3 separate regions of the Zea mays genome follow, and all the other regions are linked to region 1. The links are chromatin contacts, called in public Hi-C maps. All regions are on one chromosome and are shown on one strand. Each heading gives the region's core, a stretch centred on a gene start, on an enhancer-like site or on the middle of the called end of the contact. The rest is flanking DNA. Distances are from core to core; before and after follow the strand shown. Region 1 has its middle 26 kb from the start of LOC103637928. Region 2 holds the start of LOC100282953 (40S ribosomal protein S17-like). Region 3 has its middle 17 kb from the start of LOC103637933.

The links. Hi-C and Micro-C count contacts between places; a contact is called where the count stands out from the background.
Region 2: a Hi-C map of leaf shows a contact between it and region 1, with 3 times the contacts expected there. The contact joins the promoter of LOC100282953 here to the enhancer-like site in region 1. A contact is called at or near these places in 2 of 25 Hi-C or Micro-C datasets (leaf and tassel).
Region 3: a Hi-C map of leaf shows a contact between it and region 1, with 2.9 times the contacts expected there. The contact joins two enhancer-like sites. A contact is called at or near these places in 2 of 25 Hi-C or Micro-C datasets (leaf and tassel).

Annotation. Positions count from the first base shown.
Region 1 is chr9:11,811,724-11,816,009 of Zm-B73-REFERENCE-NAM-5.0, reverse strand. No RefSeq gene overlaps it. Among protein-coding and RNA genes, the nearest start is that of LOC103637928, 26 kb to the right of the region's middle. Within about 2 kb of position 2,634, at least 18 of the 20 cell types and tissues checked have an H3K27ac peak or open chromatin away from gene starts, as enhancers often do. A contact at or near this core is called in leaf and tassel, where this site is marked.
Region 2 is chr9:11,658,951-11,662,846 of Zm-B73-REFERENCE-NAM-5.0, reverse strand. It overlaps LOC100282953 (40S ribosomal protein S17-like), which reads left to right and starts at 1,440. Exons shown (of 1, transcript NM_001291552.2): 1 at 1,440-2,114. The coding sequence starts at 1,528. The coding sequence ends at 1,956.
Region 3 is chr9:11,980,423-11,984,326 of Zm-B73-REFERENCE-NAM-5.0, reverse strand. No RefSeq gene overlaps it. Among protein-coding and RNA genes, the nearest start is that of LOC103637933, 17 kb to the right of the region's middle. Within about 2 kb of position 1,311, at least 19 of the 20 cell types and tissues checked have an H3K27ac peak or open chromatin away from gene starts, as enhancers often do. A contact at or near this core is called in leaf and tassel, where this site is marked.

The DNA.
Region 1 (4,286 bases), core at 1,385-3,884:
CCAGAACACATTCCAGTCGAACCTATCTATTTTATTTACCTTTCCTACCCTAGAAGTAGATGTAATATAACTTTAGTTGTAGTCTTCCGCATATCCACCTCCACCCCTATTCGACTCTACATTGTCTAGATCCATCTTGTGTGGCCTGCTGACCCCAAGACGATCCTATGATCTTATTCCTCCTGAGGGACAAGATCTACTTCGTCTACTTCACTCAGGATCTATTTCTCGAATTGATCTCTTAATTTCTAGGCGTCTACGTCGTCTGGGGACGTCCCAGGTGACCTGTTGACTCGGAGCACCCCTTCTCTCCCCAGGAGATAGGATCTAGGTCCTACGAGGAGAGGAAGACGACTCTACGCCATCGCGGACTGTTCACCCCATAACGCGGACTGTCCAAACAGCGCGCAGGAAAGAAGCCCCTTCTGCCGCCAGGTCACAGACCGTCCAGCCCGCCGAGAGCCACGGTCTCGCGGACCAAATCGACGCCAACAGTGGCGAATATGGCCACATTGTGATGGCTGACAGAGAAAGTCTTGAGGATATTGGGGCTTTATGAGCGGAGTTTTTTTTAGTATGGGTGACTAGAACCTAGAGTGCTACCCGTTGACAATCACTCATCTTCAACCCGAACTACAAGGGACAAGTCAACCTTGTGTTCGCATATTGTCATCGTGGTTGTTGAGCACCAAAACTAGCGGACAGACCGCGCGCCCTGCGATCATATTAACTCGGATGATTATCCTTATCTTATACGTGGTTATCCATCTAATCACGTGGGATCTATTGGTTTTCGCCTAGAAACAGGTTCAGACCCCATCCCCTATAAATATAAAGGGGTACAAGTGATTGAGAACCCCGAACACATTCCAATCGAACCTATCTACTTTATTTACCTTTCCTACCCTAGAAGTAGATGTAATATAACTTTAGTTGTAGTGTTCCGCATATCCACCTTCACCCCTATTCGATTCTACGTTGTCTAGATCCATCTTGTGTGGCCTGCTAACCCCAAGATGATCCTATGATCTTATTCCTCCTGAGGGGCAAGATCTACTTCGTCTACTTCACTCAGGATCTATTTCTCGAATTGATCTCTTAATTTCTAGGCAGTCTACGCCGTCTGGGGACGTCCCAGGTGACCTGTTGACTCGGAGCACCCCTTCTCTCCATAGGAGACATGATCTTGGTCCTACGAGGAGAAGAAGATGACTCTGCGTCGTCGCGAACCGTTCACATCATAACATGGACCGTCCAAACAGCACGCAGAAAGAAACCTCTTCTGCTGACAGGTCGCACACCGTCCAGCCCGCCCAGAGCCGTGGACCAAATAGACGCCAACAGTGACAAATATGGCCACATTGTGATGGCTGACAGAGAAAGTCTTGAGGATATTGGGGCTTTATGAGCGGAGTTTTTTTTTAGTACGGGTGACTAGAACACAAGGCCATCGATCACAGTCTGCACGGACACGGACTAGTTCTCGTCGCGTCGCGGGACCAAGATAACGCGGCTTCGCATTCAACCTCAATTTGTCAAGCAACTTGCATCTTTTAAAGTAGCCACGATGATGTTTTGTTTTCCTCTACCTATTTTTTAACCATTTTCGACACTGACAACGAGAATGAGGTCTTGGAATTTTGTCACTTCTGTTCCATAGATTGTGCCTGCGCGGGACCTCAGACTGTCAGCAACGTAGCAGGAGCTACCTGTTGCGTCGCCGCACATGGCGTCATTCACTTCCCCAGCCCGGAAGGCCAGACCCCACGAATTTTCAGTGTGACCACTTTGAACATCCCCGTCTCTGTTTCGCACATGCGGATCCGTTTGAACAGGACCGAGTTGGGGATTTTAGCCAAAGGACATCTCTTCGCTGCACTAGCTAGACAGTCATCAGTCAGTGAGTACTTTCGCTGGTGCTCAACAAGCGGCAAGCGCCCCGAACGCCAGGTGCACTGCACAGGCCTCCTACCAGATCGCCAACCGACAGCGACCACCCACCAACCCAGCAGGATCACTGGATATATATCATACTAACAACTCGAAATGAACAAAAAGGAAAGCTGACAATGCTAGTGGTTCAAAAAAAAAAGAGTACGTAGATCACACTCATATACGACGAGGTATAGATGTACATGAAACACAAAAACCCAAAGTGTAGCCTGAAGCCCGTTTTTGTGGTCATGTAAGAGTCTGACCTGGCCCACTTTATACGGGCCCGAGCGCAAAAATAAGCGAGTCAAGTTCGGACAGAAAAAAATGAATCATCCGTGCTCGTCCATCCCGGTCTGTTTAATGCTAGATCCATTTAGCCCGTTTTTTGGCTAGTTTTTTCTGTGCTCACCAGTTCCAGATCGGGCTGGACGGCCCGTTTGTACACGTATACGACGAGGCACTGAGACATGCATGTGAGAAAAGGTTTTAGAGAATGCGAAACATCTCCCTACACTGCAGTAGTCTCTGTCCGATTTGGAGGCCCGAAGACAGTTACGTAACAGACATGAGACGAGAGAATAGGTTCGAGTATTGCAGAAGAAACAATTAAAACGACAAAAGAATTGATACCGGTGGCGGCCGCATGTGATGGGATCCAACAGCAAGCGACAACCGCCCGTGCTCCGCCGCCTACAACTACCACGACGTTGCTTGCTCGCTATTTCCTGTACGCGTTGTGTGGCAAATGCGAGGCTTGCGGAGCACGGTGTTTCCGCGTAAAATTCCGTAGTTTCTGCTCAGTTGTGGGTAGTGGGTACGGTGGTGAATGGCATGGCAGTGTCCATAGATTTGGGTTGCTAACGATGTGTTTGGTTCGGTGTCAATGAAGGATGGGACAGGATCAACCCTGGATTGACCCTGTCCCTTATTTTTTGAGGGATGACCTCATCCACTATTTTGGATGAATATTTCTTGACCCTAACTCTGGACCTCCAAACCAAATATATATCAACTTAGAATGATTCCACTCTATCTCTCTTCATTCTTCCTCATCCATCCATCTAAACACTACCTAAGTGTCGTCGTCTCCCGGTAAAATCCCTCGATCGACCGAGCCTTACTGCCGCACAATGACACCGTGACAACTTGTCAGCATGAGCATGAGCCAACAAAAAGCCCCCCTGCTCGATGCATGCATGGATTCAGATTCAGGGCGTAGCCGCCGTCAGTTGCTAATAAAGAGCGCCCACAAGCCCCTACCTGTTGGAAGTCTTCTATGCCGAAGATCACTCGTTTTAGGAATATCTCTATTGATGGATGAAACAAATCTTCTGACGGGAAGGCGTGCAGTGAAGCTTCGCACATTCGTGCGAGTGAAAGAATATTAGCCAAAGCCAATAGCTTTGGCCAGTGGCAGACGCCGGACAAAACTGTAGGTGAGGCCATATAGTAAGATGCAAATCACTAGATTAGACTATTAGATAAAAATAGTTTCATAATAATAATATTTACGGTGGTTCAGTGATAATACAAAAAGTGTTTTAAAATGACATGAATATAAAAAAACCTTTTTGGTCATCCTAAATGGGAGTTGGAGAGGGTAAAGAGGCATGTCAACGGTGGCGGTGTGCTGGGGCAGAGCGACTGCTTCGGCGCATCAGTGTGGTGTGTCCCGCGTCAGTGAGTCCAACGTGAAACGGTAACGGTGAGGTGACAATAGGCGAGGGCTAGTGAGGGCAAGCGGGGGTTAGCGAGGGCAGGCAATGCGGTGGTACATGGCGGCGGTAGCCATTGCCGCGTTGCAACGACACAATGAGACCCAATGAGATATTGAGCACAGGTGGTGTCATGGTGCCAAGGCAAAATCCTACCGATAACCTACCCATCTAAGGGTGCGAACTACGAGGCAAGGTAGCGGCACTGCGTGCAACGCAAGATCCTGATGAGGCTTTATTTGGGTACTCTAGTATTCATCTCATTCCACATGTATTGAGGTGGATTGGTGTGTAAATTAGTTTAACTTACACTCAAATACACCTCAATACATGTGGATTGGGGTGAATACTAGAGTACCCAGACAAAGCATGAGACGACAAGCTGACAAGTGACGAGGAGGTAAGGTGACGCTGGTAGCGGGCAAGTTAGGTCACCCAACTGATCATTTGATGACCAAAGGAGCGAGCGAACCGTGAGTGAGCTAGCGCTAGAGGAAGGAATCAAACAGTTCAATTGCGGAGTGGGCTGAGCGGTGGAGCATCGAGAAAAAATAGATCAAAGCCTAGTTTTTATTAAATTTGATCCAACTTACTATATAAAAATGATTATTTTATTGTATATCTAAACCAGGTATA
Region 2 (3,896 bases), core at 191-2,690, 150 kb after region 1:
ACCGTTTGATCCTCTATATTATGGTACAGAAGCTTTTAAAGTATCTTGTTGGAGTCAGTCTTAAACCCAAACAAGCCTCTAGTGAGTGTAAAACCTCTTACACTCTCTCACCGAAACGAATATATTGCAGAAGGAACAGAACGACAAAAGCATTGATACGGTGGCGGCGTGATGGGATCCAGTGGCGAGCATATTTTCCAACAGGTTCGTCTTCGCAGAGCAGGTAGTTCATTGCTCAACCGGTCAAGCGTATCGGACAAGGAGTGTCACAGTTGGCACTCAGGCAATTTGAGGGCGAAGCAAAATCTGTTGGTATTGGTCTGTCTCATCAGTGGTCTTTGAGGAGGAGGCACCGTTTACCAATGTGCTTGCAAAAGGCGAGAGCGTCAACAAGGCTGAAACTTCTTCAATACACGCCACAAATCAACACATGAACAGTCAAAGAAAGACACTTCACCTCACCACATCCTTCCAAAGATGCCGTTCCCTTCATTTGATGCTGCTTGGATCGACAAGTGTCACAATTTACTTCGCCATTTTCAGCATTCCTACAACTCTATGGGTTACGATGGGGCAGCATCCATGCACTTAGATGGGAATCTAGCAAAGTGGTGACATACTTTCTTGGCAGATTATCCAAATCAGTTCCAATCTAGCAAAGGATGAGAAGATAGATGGAGAGAGAACTCTTCTCTTGATTACTTCTTTAAGATGTGTATTAAACTTAGAATCAATATTGCAAGAGAGTGGAGAACCCAAGAAGATAGTAATCGTAATAAGTGAAAGGAAAATGTGACACAACGATTTTTACCGTGGTTCGGCCAATGCCTACTCTACGTTGTGGTGACCTCTTTTGGTTAAGGGTTACACTCAACCCCTTTCAAGTGATCTAAAGATCAAACTTGAGATCAACAGTGAACCTGTACCCATCTATAATAAGTCAAAATCCTCCGATCCACCCCAATCCACATGAAATTGGAATAACCGAACAAGGTGCTTATTCGTTTCACCCTTAATCCATATGGATTGCGTAATATTGAGTTGGTTTAAATCCATAGTAAGTCAAAATCTATCCCTATTTATTCCAATACACTACAATTTAGGTCTTATTCGATTATTCCTATTATACATGGATTGTATGAGATTAGAAAAAAATTAAGAAAGTTTGACTTGTTTGGGATTTAAACTCACCAAATCCCACTCAATTCATATGGATCGAGAGCAAATCGAAAACCCTGATATATATAGAATTGAAATAACCAAACATAACCCGGTATGAACTGATGGGCCAAAAAGAATTCCAAAGCTCCGACACAAGCAGGCCAGGCAACAAAGCCCAACACTCGCACCATCTATATCTGTCCGCCCATATCAAATGAATAGCTCAGATCCACAACAAATAGCGAAACCCTAGCCCAAACTCGACCGCCTCTGCTATAAGTAGCTCCACTCTCTCTCCTCCAAGCCTACCCCAGCCGCCGCCGCCGCCACCGCCACCTGCCCCAGCGCGCCGCCGCCGCAGCCACCATGGGTCGCGTCCGCACCAAGACCGTGAAGAAGACCTCCAGGCAGGTGATCGAGAAGTACTACTCCCGCATGACCCTCGACTTCCACACCAACAAGAAGGTGCTCGAGGAGGTCTCGATTCTGCCCTCGAAGCGCCTCCGCAACAAGGTGGCTGGCTTCAGTACCCACCTGATGCGCCGCATCCAGCGCGGCCCAGTCCGCGGCATCTCGCTCAAGCTGCAGGAGGAGGAGCGCGAGCGCCGCATGGACTTCGTGCCGGAGAAGTCCGCGCTCGAGGTCGAAGAGATCCGCGTCGACAAGGAGACCATGGAGATGCTCGCTGCCCTCGGCATGGCCGACCTGCCCGGCGTTGAGCGCCAGGCTGAGGTCTCCAACGCCCCCGCCTACGGCCGCCCGCAGTACGGTGGTCCCCGCCGTGACCGCGTTTAGACTTCGCGGTGGTTGCCTCTTGATCGCACTGCTATTCGTAGTTGTTGTCCTACTATGCTAAACTTCTTTTAGATCTTTGGTTGCATCTGTGGCGGTTAAGTTTTGAACTTGCCTGTTATGGTATAAATTCTGAAGTGTTTGGTTCTGCGTGTGATGAACATGATAATTTATATTCTTGCGCTTTATAAGTTACTATGAGATGCTCATATTTTTTTATTTGACTGCTAGTTATCTTGAATATGTGCATGCGACATAGGGATTTGTATCTATGCTGCATGCTTTTAAATGTAATTCAAATTTGGTGTTGCTGTTAGGTTCATTGTGTACTGTGCAGATTAAATTTCTTTTTATTTTCATTCATTTGCTATACAGTTCAATGCTGCCTAGATGTTTGGCTGTTAGCTAGAGCCAATATGATCTGGGTCGGTCGATGAAGTCTTATCAATCCAATGAAACTTTAGCTATGCATTTTCAATTCAACTAGTACATTTTTAGTGTACTGAATTGGCAATATCTGTTAGCCTCTACTGAACTCTTTCTTTATTACTTGAAATTGGGTTTACTCTGTAGCATTACAACAACTTCAGATTATAGCATTTTTCACTTTCATATTTGTCGTATTCTTGTCCTCCATGTTGTCAGCACTGTGTGGTCTATTCATTTCTTTGTTTCTATAGGAAACTTGGCTTGTTTTAATTGTGTTCTATTGATGTAGTTGTTTAAATAACTTGGTTTTAAACTCATTGTTAAAGGCTGAAACGTTCCTATGATATAGAAGTAAATAGTGATCTGTTAGAACAACGATAAAGTGATTTTTCCCTTGAATACCAATATATATTGTTTGTTTGTATGTCATGCGAATTGAATTATATGTGCTTTTCTCTGTCCTTCTTTGTAGCATACGTTTGAAGTATATTCAATGGAATGTTTATTAGTACTTTGATTTGAGAATTTGTTAATGTAACCACACAAAGCCTCGTCAGTAGATGTTGTTGTAGAATGTTTCTACTGTTTTTTATTAATATTGTTCAACTTGCTGCTTCTTAAATCTATAAGGGCTAGTTTTGAAATTCAAATCCTCTCTAGGATTATTTTCCCCTCAATCCCTTCCAATCCCGGAGGGGATTTGAGTTATAAACTAGCTCTAAGGGCTGATTTGGTGACCAGGGATCACAGGGTTGGAGGGGATTGGGGGAGAAATTAGTTCATTAGCTCTAAGGGCTGATTTGGTGACCCGTGATCCCCTTGTCACCAAATCAATCCTAATTGTAATTTTATCCACCTGTTTTCTTTGATCACTGAAATTTATGTGTAGTGATGCTGTATTTTGGACACCTTCTAGATTTTTTTTGTGAATCTCGGCCTCATTAGTTTCACAAGGCATACATGTGAAATAACCTGCTGCCTTCATTTCTGTTGGCCAGCAGATGTTGAATATGACAATGGGGGGCCTGCCTGTTCTGGACTGATGGAAAACTATCGCCCATTTTTATATCAACAAGCCTCATAATTCATTTTATCCAGCAAGAATTGAAAAGAGGTGCTCCTCTGGGCAGGTTTGGTAGGTGAGACCTGTCTCACTGGCTTCAGGTTGGAACTAGACTCTCGCTGGGAACGGTTGCCTTAGTTTTTAGACTCCAGTACTCCACTCGGTGTGGTAGCATTCGGGTCCTCTGGATTCTTAGTTCAATCTGTTCCACCGTTTATTATTTGGGTACAGTGTAGGTGTTCATATATATATATATATATATATATATATATATATATATATATATATATATATATATATATATATATATATATATATATATATATATATATATATATTTTGGGGGGGGGGCGCAGACTAGAGGAACCAAAGATGATCGTCGAAGGGCTGGGTGAGGTAGTAATTATGGAATTAATAATAACACAAGTTGCGTCAGAAAACATTTGATTTT
Region 3 (3,904 bases), core at 62-2,561, 170 kb before region 1:
AGGACGTCGTGCCCTTTGGAGGATTTGGATCCTATTGCACTGCACGCCTGTGTTAGATTGATAGATGGTGCAATAATGCTCTGGTATGTATGCATATCATCAAAATTTTGATTGCTTTTGCTACCAATGGCAATATATCTGTACACCTGTTTTAGGATTATATTAGTCCCTTTCTATAAGTGTGTAGAAACTACTCAATGTTGAAGTGTTCTGGTGGTTTTCTATGAACAATAGTGTTCTCACTTACGGAAACTTAGGAATGGCAAAAAAAAAGATACTTTTTTTGGAAATAGTATAGATCATTATTTTTTAATTGTCCCGCTGCTTAGATCTGTGTATAGTGTAGTTAACTGTGCTTTTGCGCATAAATTACACGTACGAATGTGCATCAGCGATTTAGTATATGTTGTGCGTTTTTGTTCAACAATTTGATTGATTGTATGCTAAATACTATACGGCGTAGAGTCATATCTAATTTTTTTCCGTCCTCAGCCACTGCGAGGAATGATGGTGTTTGGTTCACTTGTTAAGACCTAGTTTTAGTATTCTAGTATTAAGCTCAAATCATATGTATTGAGGTTGATTGATGTGTAACTTAAATTAATTTTGGTGACAAGATAGAGCGGGAAACTTGCAAGTCAACGTGGTCCGGCTCAAATGAGCAGAGCATCCACATCTACGCGGCCCCTCCTGGTTATTAGATGGCGAGATGGAGGGGGGAGACTTGCAAGTCAACGTGCTCCGTCTCAAATGAGCAGAGCTTCCAGATCTAGGTAGCCCCGGCCTCTTGGTCGCAAATGCTCGTCGAAGGAGACTGCACACCATGTTGGCCTCAAGCGGAGCTCTGCTGCTTCCACTCGTGCCGTGGCACGAGCAGGTTTGCCCCCCCTGGTCTCCCTTTCTTGAGCGTTCCTTTCCCTGTGAGAAAGCTAGTACTTTTTTTTTCCTAATTTTGGGGGGCAAATCTAGTTGTCTGGTTTGTTCCGAGCCGAGCAACTCGGTTGTCCCAGCAAGACCGCAGTTCCTTCTGGAGAGCCATCAAACAGGATCACTGAAATGGAAAAATCTGACAGCTCGCTACAAAAGGTGTTAGTACATTTTAAAGGAAAGGCCAACGATGGATAATCTTCTGAATACATGAGTTGTCATCGTCCTTCTCCTGGCGACCAATGGTACTCTCAACCTCCCAGAAGTAGAACTGTTTGTTCAGTATTTTATTTTTTTCCAAAAAGGATATTCGGTCAATACTATACTTAGAATGGGCCGGTGGCTTTAGGCCTATATCGGTACTATGCATGGAGGCCCAGGTTCAGCCTAGATGCATATCAGCTAGCCCTCCCTCGTCAGTCGATATTATTTTTCTCAGATGTTATTTTGCAGGTCGGGGGGGGGGGGGGGGGAGTAGTTGAATGGTGCTGATTTTTTTGGTAGAAAGCTAAAAAAACTGACGACCCTGCATATCAACTAAAGTAGCACGTAGAAATCTTGGGAAGCCGGTACAGCTCACAATTTGGTTCCACACGCGAAAAGCATCAAGACACTTGCATGTGCCTGCACGCCGCCAGATTATTACGACCGTAACCATGTAACAAAATTTCAAATACTAATTGTTGCCGTCAGCTGACGTAAGCTATAGAGGATTTGGGAATCCTTCATTAACGCAAATATGCCTAATTTTTTTTTTGTAGTTGGTCTTTTTTTGAAACAAATTCATGTTTAGACCTTTGACGATTTAATGTCGTTTTTAGGCCTTTTGCTGGGCGCTATAAATCATGACGACAATATAATATGTCTCGGCGTCATGACTTATAATGTCGAGGTAATAGATACACACTGGACTACTCATGCTACGATGGCGTCTATGCTTAGCTTGGCGTCATAGATCACGGCGCCGAGCTCACGGCTGACGATTGCAACGCTTCCGGCGGCGAGAATTGATGCCGCATCCAACTTGCATGTCTCTAGCGCGGTCTCATCCTTCATGCATGAGTTCTTTTCTTTGTCAAAAATAATGGACGTTGATGGCAGCAACTCTAGTCCCACCGCATCCATAGCACATCACCGTGATTTATTTCCGTACGAAGCAAATTGCTTGGTAAAAACAGTTGATCCTAATTTAATTTGCATTAAAGTTGATAAGAGGGGTATAATAAGACATGTTGGAAATATACCACTGAATAACAAGTACGTATGTTGGGAATATAATAGCTGATGATATGAAAAATCTCTTCTCTGATTGCAAAATTTTTGTTCATCGGATCTGGAACTGACAAGAAGGCAGCCAAACGAAAAGGTTACGTGGATGTTGACTTTGTTTTTCTGATGGGGCACGTCCACGTTCCAGTAATCCAGTCGAATTACTTGTTTGCACTTTTGCAGTGGTAAATTTGTTGGAGCAAACTGTGGATTAGTTCAGACTTTCACCTGAAATGATGGACACGTTTTTTTTTTTTTTTGCAAATGATGGACGCGTTTTTTTGCTTGGTCAACTGCTCGTACTGGAATAAATCACTGTGACGTGCTATGCATGCGATGGGATCACAGTGCTGCCATCAACGTCCATCATTTTTTACCAACCAAAAAACATGAAGGATGTGACCGCTAGGCATGCAGGCAGTTGCATCCGATGATACGTGGTGGGGCCGCGCAGTTTTCAAATCCGACATTCTCGCCGCTGGATCGAGTCATGCAGCTCTGCGCGTCCGTGGTCAATGGCGCCGAGCTAGGTCAGGTAGAGGCCAACGTATTATAAAGAGTTCAGCGTATCTGGTATCTCGCTATGGCGTCGAGATATATTGCCTCGGCATGACGTAATAAAAAAGTATTGTTCTACACTGTATATTATATTATATTGTATTATATTATATTATATTATTGTTTGTATAATAAAGTTAAAATAGGAAATGAGATTATATTATTGTTTGTATAATAAAGTTAAAATAGGGAGTGAGATAGAATTTACGGGAGATTGTCTAACTGACTTCTACAGCAGGTTCGCATGCCAGTGATGCCGTGACCTGCCTAGATATCAGTAAAGGCGTAAGCAACTCCAAAAACATTTGTAAACCACAAAAAAAACATATACTCTCTCTGTTCCAAAATTATAATTCGTTTGACTTTTTTTACTTTAAGTTTGACTGTTTGTCTTATTTAAAATATATATATATATTGTTAAATTTTATTGTGATATCGTCTAATATATAATATACTTTAAGTATGACTTTGAATTTTTCATTTTTTTTGCAAAATTTTTTTGAATAAGACGAGCCGGTCAAACTTGACAAACAAGTCAAACGAACTATAAATTGGGACAGAGGAAGTATTAGAAAAAAAATCTTACTCCCTCCGCCCCAAAATAAATTTTGTTTTACCTTTTTATTTGATTCATACAATAATTAATGTATTTGTTTTATATATTTGTATAGATTCATTATTATCTATTTTAACATAGACAAAAAAATCAAGAGGTGTCGGCGTTTCGACTTCGGGGGTCCCTGGACCGACGAGTAAATTTGTCGCTGCGTGTCCCAGCCCAGATGGGTTGGCGCAAGATGGAACACAAGGGAGAAACGCGGCTCGTGTTATCTCGCACCAGGGGGGTGTGCTCGTAGTAGGGGTTACAAGCGTTCGCGAGAGAGAGAGAGTGAGCCTGTTCGTCAGCTCGTCCCTCTGCGTGACCCTCTCGCATGAAGGCCCTGGACCTCCCTTTTATAGATGCAAGGAGAGGGTCCAGGTGTACAATGGGGGTGTAGCTATGCGCTAACGTGTCTGGCAGAGAGGTGCCTGAACCCTGTGTACATGCCAACGTGGCTGTCGGAGAGGTGCTAGAGCCCTGTGTACGCGGTATCGTGGCCGTCGGAGGAGTGCCTGAGCCCTGTAGAGGCACAGCTGTCGGTGCTGCTGG